Regions from separate parts of the Anas platyrhynchos genome. Here region 1 is linked to region 2. A link is a contact called in public Hi-C data. All regions are on one chromosome and are shown on one strand. Each heading gives the region's core, a stretch centred on a gene start, on an enhancer-like site or on the middle of the called end of the contact. The rest is flanking DNA. Distances are from core to core; before and after follow the strand shown. Region 1 overlaps LOC140001624 (a long non-coding RNA gene). Region 2 has its middle 31 kb from the start of MAP3K8.

What was found. A called contact is a pair of places that touch in the nucleus more often than the background predicts.
Region 1: a Hi-C map of subcutaneous adipose tissue shows a contact between it and region 2, with 3 times the contacts expected there. The contact joins two enhancer-like sites. A contact is called at or near these places in 5 of 8 Hi-C or Micro-C datasets (liver, skeletal muscle, small yellow follicle and 1 more).

Annotation. Positions count from the first base shown.
Region 1 is chr2:143,677,499-143,682,390 of IASCAAS_PekinDuck_T2T, forward strand. LOC140001624 (a long non-coding RNA gene) reads right to left here. Exons shown (of 5, transcript XR_011807067.1): 2 at 2,414-2,473; 3 at 1,665-1,796; 4 at 819-914; 5 at 1-202. Among named protein-coding and RNA genes, the nearest start is that of JCAD, 54 kb to the left of the region's middle. Within about 2 kb of position 2,168, at least 4 of the 8 cell types and tissues checked have an H3K27ac peak or open chromatin away from gene starts, as enhancers often do.
Region 2 is chr2:143,532,810-143,537,571 of IASCAAS_PekinDuck_T2T, forward strand. No RefSeq gene overlaps it. Among named protein-coding and RNA genes, the nearest start is that of MAP3K8, 31 kb to the right of the region's middle. Within about 2 kb of position 2,987, at least 1 of the 8 cell types and tissues checked has an H3K27ac peak or open chromatin away from gene starts, as enhancers often do.

The DNA.
Region 1 (4,892 bases), core at 918-3,417, 140 kb after region 2:
ACAAGCACCACTTGTCAGCTACTGACTCAAAAAAGCTTTCCTTAGGCATAGGAAAGACTTGTGTTTCGTGCCACAGATTAGTCTTTACTGCAAACAACTGCAAACTGCATCAAACCCATCGAGTTCCGTTGTCTCCGCTCCTGATGGAACACGTAAAAATGAAAGGCTGATGGGAGCTTCTATACACTGAAACAGCCAACTGCTGGAAAATAAAAAATAAAAAAAGGACAATATGTGCTTAAAGTGGTCAAGTAATACAATTAATCTGTCAAGTGGGCACCCTTTGAAAATAGCCAGTCCCATAGAGCTTATTTATATAAATATTTGAGTTTAGTGAAATATTTCTGTTTAATATCATAAATCAGTATTAATATCTTGGGTCAATACTCTGTTGCCTTTAGCACACAGCCAGCCAGCTGAATGTTAGTTTTACAATAGTGGACTTTCTGGGCTGGTTAAAGCGTTGATATTTTCTTCATTGCCCCTTTTCAAAAGAAAAGCAATTGGGAGAAAAGTACAAGTGAGATGTTCTTGCATTTTAAATAGCAGTTCTTGCAATTGCAAGGTAGGCATTTTGTCCAAGCTCACAATCTGATTAAGAAAGTGTATCTGAGAAGCACATCTGTACTTGACAGGAGCCATCAGATGAAATAAATGAGCTTTTTAATTGTTGGCCTTTTGAATGTTTCCTGTAAAGCTGTCCTTTTGCAGGACGCTGATATTTTCTTGGTTAAGGATCAAACACCCCCCTAATTTCATGCCCCGGGCAATAAGTCACGATGCTGCAGTCCTAATTTACTGGAATGAGATTTACTTACAGGTGTCGACCACGGAGTTTAAACTTGTATTCTTCTGCACAGTCCCAGTAAAGAATGAAGCTGGAGATTTCATGAGATGATTATGCCATTGAATCCCTTAGAAAAGTTGGGAAATTGTGACTTCATGTTTTCATTCAAACTTGCATGAAAAAGTGTTCACTCTGCCTCCCCCTGGGAGCTAAACGAAAGCTGTTTACCATCAACTCTATTTTTAAAGGAAAAAATGTTTGAAACAAAGAAAAAGGGAAATCCTGATATCAATAGCAAAGCCCCAAACCACAATGCTACCTCCCACCCATGCTGAAAATATGTTTGCAATATGGCTTGCAGAGCTGCTCAGCAGGGAGAGGGTGAAGGGAACTTAAGTTAGAACTGACTGACACATGGCTGAGATTAGAAATAAAAATGAAGTTTCCCAGCCAGGAGAAACCACAATAACATACAGATTATAAAACGAAGGAGGAACTTTCCACCGCGAGCAGCAGCAATCTCAGCCTTCCTTCCAGAGCTGGACTGGCAGAGAAAATAATCAGAACTATTCCAAAAGCTGTTCCTAACCTGTAAGGAAAACAGGCAGAGTACCCTTGTGCCTTTTTCCTTACACACTGCGGATAACTCTCCATACTGACTTTCAAGCTGCTGTGGCCTATCTCCAAAACTAATACCAGCTCATTTCCACAGCTTTCTGCTCTAGGTAGCCCAAGGGCAGAGAGCTGGAGGGATAAAAAGAAAACGGGGGCAAGCAGTTTCAATAGTGTTTATATTATGTCAGCAGATGAATGCATTTTAAGAATTTTCTTTGTATTTTTTTTCTGTACAATGCAAATACCGTGCTTCTGTGCTTACCTGTAAACTGGAGGGGTGCTGCTGTCCCACAGGAGACATTCTCCAAATAAAGATTTTGCATGGATACGCTCCTCTGTGATGTTGATGTTGTTACAGAGCAAAACCAAGCGTGTGCTCTGATGTCTGCATCGCCTTGAGAGGGATAAATGTATTGGTGAAGTGATAAAAGGCTGCAGGTATTCTCCAGGGGGCTGCTGCTTCCCTACATTAAAACCTGACATTGTGGCTGGCTTGTTACAGCAGCAGGTACAGAAATTGTCATTAACTTTCACACATTTACTTGTAAAAAAAAATTGCTTTCCCCATCCACACTTGCTCAGATCTTCATAAACCCTAGGTCACACGTTTCCAGGTTGTGCTCTGTGTTTGCTACCTTTAGGGTACGTTCTGCCTCTGTGTGATTGTCGGTTCCTCCTTTACTGGCAAGCAGCCCATTTGCACTGGGTAAACCTACCGTGTCACAGCATTTTCCACTCCACATCAGAGCATTTCCCACTCCCTTTGCACAACTTGATACGGCGCTGGGGTAGTTTACTTTGGCTGTGCTGCAGTAACGAATGGCATGCTCTGTATCTGTGCTGATAAGACTTCAAGAGAGCTAAGCTATCATTTTAATATTAAAAAACAAAACAAATGAAACCCCCACCTATCCTTTTCAGGCAAAAGTGCAGGCTGCTCATGGTTAGAACGTGCAGGTCTGTCTTTTGTCAAAGGCTCAGGAACAGGTTAGCCCTTACTGTCATACTCACACATAGGCTGTGGATGAACGCTGGATTCATCCTGGTGCTCCTCACCTGTCACAAATCGACCTGTGGAACAAGACAAGACAGCACTGGGGAGGCTGCACGTGGAAATCACTGTGGCAGTTTTACTCTCCTCTTCTTTCCATCATCCAGACACTCTGAACTCACTATACCTTCCCCCTCCCTACCTCCTTTAAGTATTAAAACTTTTAGTCTGGCAATAATCCCAGCTTCCACCCATTTTTAGCCTAGAAATCAATTTATTTATTTATTTTTCCTCTGTGGGTAGGAAAGGGCAGGCATTCAGTTCTATCCACTTGCTGTTATTTTTGCTGGTGGTGTTCCTCCCCTTCATCTTAGTGTTGGTCCTTGCATCACTGCATACATACAGTTTAAGACTTTTTTTTTTTTTTTTCTAGAAGCAGCAGAATTGTCCCATTTGCTACAGGTACAAGAGCAGAGACCTTTCTGTGCTTGCTCCCACCCACCAGCACCCGCTCCCTGCAAAGAGGAGGGCAGCAGTATCGAGGCTGATGTTGGCCCACGCTGGCAGGGAGCAGCCTGTTGCTTCCAGCCCTGGATGTCAGCCAGCCAGCAATCCTGACACGCTTCAGGCTGGCAGATGCCCTGCTGTCTGCCACCATGCAGGGACAGAGGCTGGCCAACAGAGCTCACGCTCCCTCCGAGGAAATCTGTCGGCACTCACAACAACCCTGCAAATCAGTGGATGTGAGTGGATGCTGCTCAGCCCTCACTCAGAAGCTTTTTTTGCTAAGGCAGCCAGAAACCTGCTGAAGGGCTCTGCGCCTCCTCTCCAGCACCAGTTTGGGAGCTGCCAGGTCATTCACCCTTGTCCACAGAGCCCTGACCCTTTGCTAATTAAATAAAACCCCTTGCTCTTATCTTACACAACACACACCTCATCTTCTTTATCTCTCTCACTGAACTCTCACAGCCCTAGAGCATGTTTGACCTTTGCAGGGTAATGGTGGTGTGCATGCCCAAATTCAGTTAAAGTTGCATGCTCTCTCCCTGTTCTGCTTTGAATCTTGTCAGGTGCAAAGAAAAACAGCCCCTGGGAATCCCCTTGCACTGCTCATGCAGGAGTGGCACACCTTGGGGAAATGATGCAGAAAGGAAAGGGGCTGATAGGAAGCCAACTCCCTTAATTTACCCCTAGAAATAAGAGCATTTCTTGCACAGATAAGCAAGATCAAGGCAAATGTTTACCAAAAAAAAATAATAAAAAAAATAAAACAAACAAACAACAACAAAATCACTTTAGAATCACTTTAGATCCCTTTGAGGAGCTACACTGCATCTGAGCTCTGCAGCACTGTAGTTAAAGAGTAAACTGTATCTTTCTTTATCATTGCTTTAACAGCCAAACTTTAGGAAGGACTGGGTGGACACTTGTTGCCCTAACTGGTGAGCTTCAGCCTCTCTCACCCCTTTGCTACCCTATTTAGCCTGCAGAGTATTTAGGCGCTGCTGCCCTAGGTACTGCCTTCAGCCTCAGTTTCACTACAGCAACAACCGGCAACCTGAAACCCACTGAGCAAACAGCACGGTGACCTAGCCAGCTCATCATTTGAAGTGGCAGGGTTATGACATTTTGTGGGCAGGAAGGCTTGTCATTTGTCCCAGTTTCTCGTTATTATTGCAGCACAGCATTTAGAGTATAAAGGAAGTCCTCTGCTCTCCCAGCGGTGGGTCACGCTATAAATATCCCAGATGGCACAGGACAAGGAGGGCTGTAAAACTCAGGATGTGGGTCACAGGATGGCTGTCTGCTTTCTGTCTGGGAGAACACGATAATAAACCCTTGCAAAGAACTCTGATAACACCACATGAAAGGAGAACAAACACTGTGGAGATCCTCGGCTGCTGTAAAATGTCACCGCTCTCTTTACTTTGTGATACGCTGCTTTTCTGATTTCCTTCCCTTCCCAGCCCCCTCTCGAGTGCTGAGGGTTGAGAAGCATCCACAAAGCTTTTTTCCTTCCATATTACCTTTCAGTTTCTTCTCCTTGTCAGTGCAGACACATCTCTATGTTCTTGCAACACACTCCTTACCCTAAGCAGCTCTCATGCAAATCAGTGACTCCGACCGAAGGTACCCTGAAGAATACCACATCAAAAATACAGGGCCCTTTCCCCTGCACCACAAGAACGACACTACAAGTTACTCACTAGGAGGTGACTCACATTAGTCCTGCATCATACGTTTAACAGAAACACTTCTCATGTAAAAATTGTCTTTTGTTTCCCTAAAAAAAAAAAAAACAAAACAAAACAAAAAACAACAACAACACAAAAACAACAATTATCATGAGTATTGTCAGCTCTTGTAATAGAAGGATGCTCACGGTGAACATCATGAACATCATGCCTTTTATTCATGCGTACTTTGTACGTTTATTATCAAATGCTTATTGGCTGTGGTGTTTTAATAACCTCTTGAACAAAGTTTCTGATAACAGTT
Region 2 (4,762 bases), core at 1,737-4,236:
TGAAACCTTCCCATACCATATGCTGGATAAGCCTTCCAAAACTCAAAAGTCACAAATGATGTGAGGTTTGCCTCCTGTGCTCTGTTGGCGCAGAACCACTGGGCTGCAGCGGGGTTTTGGAGGGTGCCTGTAGGGAGCTCCTGGTGCTGCTCACCCTCCTGGACCTGAGCTGGAGCGGTGGCCCATGCTTGGGTAATGGTCCACACTGCAGTGGTGAACCGTGCTGCACACCACTGCCTGGTTTCAGGATGGTGCAGGGCAGTGACCATGGTGCACATGGTCACAGACCACCAGTTGGCTTCCTATGCTGGTTTCAGTCCTTTTCCTCCTTTCCTACAGCACATACTCTAAAAACCACTTATATCACAGCGTAAGTATTACTTCCACTAAAGCACTGTGATGCTTTGAGAAGCCTGCACAGCTCAGGCTTCTGAATGCAGGAGGAATAATTGCATTATTTCCTGTGCAAGGAGAGGAACAAGCAGGTTCAGCCTTGTTGCCTTCCTACCAAGAGCCAAATCAGTGCTCGAGAAGGATTCAGAAAATTATTTTTCTGACCAAAAAATCACCAGTGAATCGGCAGAGGTGTAGTTTCATTTGTTAGAGTTATTTTACCAATGTTGGAGGAGTCCTGAGTAAATGTTGGTCTGTAGGCTGCTTTCTTGTGTATTTCAGAATGAATGGACAGTGTCCAAACTTTTGATCTCTTCAGGCTAAACGGAGGTAGTCAACGTGTTTGTTTTGAAAGACCTCAAAAAGAGATTTCACTGGTAAATGGCTTGTGGTTTTTGAGTATGAAGCTAATGTTTTAAAACTATTCAGTGCTACTGGTTTGAAATCCACTGGAAATCCCCTGCACCTATCGGACAGTTTCTGGCAGTGAGTTCATTTTCTAAAATACTACATAAAAAGGATGACACAAGCTAAAGGAGGTCCAAGAGCTCTTGTTTTAAAATTCTGACCAAGATTACAACATCAATAAATGTTGTAAACCAGTCCAGCTCTGGTAACAGTGAATAAACCTTTTTTTTTTTTTTTTTTTTTTTTCAATTCAATTTCTCTTTGCATCTCTCCTTGTTTTCAAGGGTTACTGGTGACTTCCCTCAGCTTATTTATTTTTATCCCAGCTTTTGTGTTTTTGTTCCCTCCCTTCCACCACGAGTGACCTCACTGGAAAGTCCAAGAAAGCCTCACCATAAAGTTTGTGAATTCTCCCAAGGCAAAAAAAAAAAAAAAAAAAGGATCATGATCATTACTTCCCATTTGGTTGTAAAATGTGGTTCCATAAATGTTCTTTTCAAATCTGATACAATTACAAAGGAACAACAGCTCCAGTTCTGAGGTGGAGCGCCAGCAAAAACCATTCAAGCCTCAGCCGTTAAGCAAAATATTATCTGTATATTATCTGTATCTTATGTTTCTATATTGATTGTATTTGTATTTTTCACAGATTGTGAGGCAGCTGGGTGTTGGGGAAACAGCTGGGGTGAAGTCACCAAGTCCTTAGGCGGCAGCAGAAGGCTGCTCAGAGCACACGTGCAAGCAGGCTGGGCGAAACCTGGGGAGCTGAAAAATGAGCAAAAGCAGGCCAAAAGGGCAGCGCAGACCTTCTCAGACTGATCACCCCTGTGCAGTAATTATGGCCCCAACACTTGAGCAGAGCTGATCTCAGCATGCCACGGCAAATATCTGCTTCCTCCAGCACCGCATGGAAAGGGAACCGGGGGCTGACTCACGCCCAGTGAAGTTTTGGGTGTTGGTAGTGAATGGCAAAAGCCGTTTGGGTGAAAGTGAGACCAAGAACGAAAGGGAGAAGTAGAAAAGCTGTGTATCAGCAGCGGCACAGAGAGAAGAAAGTGCTGATGGCGTTTGCACAACAGCACGGTGAATCAGCTGCGGGGATGTGCCCATTGGAGACCTCTCGGTACCACCCGGCCAGCAGCACGAGCGAGAGCACACAGCTGCACTCGGGTGCCCTGTGGTGACGTAGAGGAAGGAAGATACTAGAAAGGAAGAAAAAGTTCCAGGAAAATGAAATTGGATTTTAAAACCAAGAGGAAGGCAAAAGATAAGCTACGTTTGTCAGGGTGCCTTTCCACCACACTCTGCAGGTTTGGGATTGGAGCTCCCCATCCCTGCCTGCTTGCTCCCAGATTCGTTCAGTTTCATTGTGAGATCCTTTTTTAGTCAGATCCATTTCCAAGTAGGAGTGAGAGGGAGATGTGGTCTGCATGTGGATGGGGACAAGTGCCTGGAGAAGGGCAAAGGGTCCCTTGTCCCAGCTTTGCAGCAGAGACACACTCGTGTGACACCTCGTGAAGAGGCAGCCTGTGGCTGCCACACATCTGCATCGAAGGACAGAGCCAACAAACCTGTGATGGTGTTATTTAACCTTTTTACATATATATATATTTTTTGATCTTGTGACTGTGGATCCTCCTGCTCCTGCTGCACAAATATCTCAGGGCATCTCTTAAAGTTTTCCATTTAAGAAAATTCGGCTGCAGTGAATGAATCTGTATCACTGGAGGACTGGTAGCTCATCATTTTCTATGGATCAGTTTAGTGAGTTCATTTTTACAAAGAGAACCTTTAACTGCCCTGTGGTTTATGCTTCTCCTCTGCATCACATCTTGTATTTGATGACTTTATAAAGGTTTGTCCTGGATGTTAATCGGTGGCTGGTGGCTGCCCACTGAGCAAAGAATTACCGAGTGGGCTCAGCATCTATGGGGCATTGCTCCCACCAGTAGCACCCTGTGCCATCCTGGCCATCTGCGCAGCCTCAGCCACATTTTGGAAAGATGACATTCCCAGAGGCTAGCAGGGACCTGGCACATCGCAAAACTAAAGGCGACAGCAGTTGCAGTAGCCCTGCTCTCAGTCAGTCTTTATTCATTCGTTCGTTCGTTTGTTCCCTGTCCCGTTCTGGGCTCTAGTGGATGGAACTGGCTGGTGCCAGCCGTGAAGTTCCCGAAAATGTTCCTCTACCAAAAACATCACTAGATGGCGATAGAAGCTTTCAAACGGAGCTGGAGTCTGAGGCTTTGCACAGGGTTTAGGGACTCAGGCTGTCCCAAAAGGAATGGGGCTGACCTGGACCTCAGCTGATCTGCAAAAATGTCAGTCAGAGAAAGCAGGAAAGACCTTAAATAATATTGTAGCACTGCCCTGTACAGTGCCAGCATAGCAGGCTAACTTCCCTTGCCTGTGCATATCCCCAGGGGGAAGAGGCTGTAGCTTGGGGCTATAGCTGGGCCTCTTCAGCTCTGGCCATCATTCCTGTTCCCTCCATGAGAGGCAGTAAGCTGCAGTATATCAATATTTGTTTTGAGGCATGGCTCTGGCATGCTGGGGCAGGGATATAGAGGCAGCTGGAGGACCTCTGCTTGCCAGTGGGGCAAATAATCTTGGCTAAGTAACCAGAGCTTGGCCAGCTGGCCAGAACAACACCACAGTGCCCAGAGCATCCTTTGGCATGTTGTGCAGGAATAAAAGCTCACTCGGGGCACAGCACGCTGCCTTCCCACCCGTGAGTCCTCACCCTAGCACATCTCCACCTCTGGGGGACACTCCTGCTTGCAAGATTGAAGAAACCAAGAAAAATTAAATTTAGTATTATATACAGTAACAAATTTCTGCAAGGATGACACCATTCTGGGTGTTAAGGTACTGCCTAGGGAAGCTGTGGGAGGTGTATCTCCTCATTATATGCTGTAAACACGATTAACTTGTTTTTCTGTGTAAATGACCTCTATGATTCATTGTTGTCAGGCAACATGCACAGAGTTTCAGTTCCAGATGAATTTTAGAAAGGGTTTGAGTAATTTTTTTTTTTCTTTTTTTTCTTTTTTTTTTTTTTCTGGCCCATCACACACAACTGTGAAATCACACTTGGGTTAGTTACCTAAGCTGCTTTGGCATCCTAGTGAAGTTTCCAAGGCCAAGGATGCTTGTTTCCTACATGTTCCTGCTTGCCCTCTGCTCTGCTGCTTGCTGTGCTGTGGTAGGGGAGCAGAGGTGGCACCCCAAAAGCTCTGATATCCCTCTGCCTCCCAGCAGGCACAGCAGATCCTGCTGGGGTGGTGAAACCTGTCCTCTGCTCCTCCAGTCCCCAGAGTCATCATCTTCAGCATCACCTCCATGGGCTTGCAGGGATGTATTTCATGGACTTCACATGTGCCTGTGCCCCAGATCTCCCTGTGACTCAGGAGATGTCACACCTCGCTAAGGGCAGGTCACCTCCTCCCTCGAGTCCAGGGTGCATGCAGGCACAGGCAGGATCTGTGGCCTCTCTGCAGCATAGAAGTGAGTCTTCACGGTCCTCACGGCTTCATTTCCCTGTACCCCCCTCTAAACAGCATGTTGTCCTCATACACCCCACAGCCCCATGTCATTCAGTGAGCGTCTGGATGAAATCGTGCCCCGTGAGACAGAAAGAAGAGGCTGTGGTCTAGATGACAGTGTTTTGGTTTCAAATGGAGCTGAAGGAAATGGACACCTCAGATGGTTCACTGCCCCCTGCAACCCCTTGCAAGGCTCAGTGAGCAGGACATCGCCGTGCAGCACCACGGGGAAGTGCATCGGCATTGTCCCCAGCCTGATAGCAGCACGGCTTCGGGTAAGGCCGCAGAGGCTTTGCTGAGGAAAGGTCGGGATTGCATCACCCACTTCTCCTACCAGTGGAAGTGCTCACAGGCTCTGACAGGGCTGAGGATCTCCTCCTGAGCTAGAAAGAAGTCTTCTGCCAAAACCAGGGGCT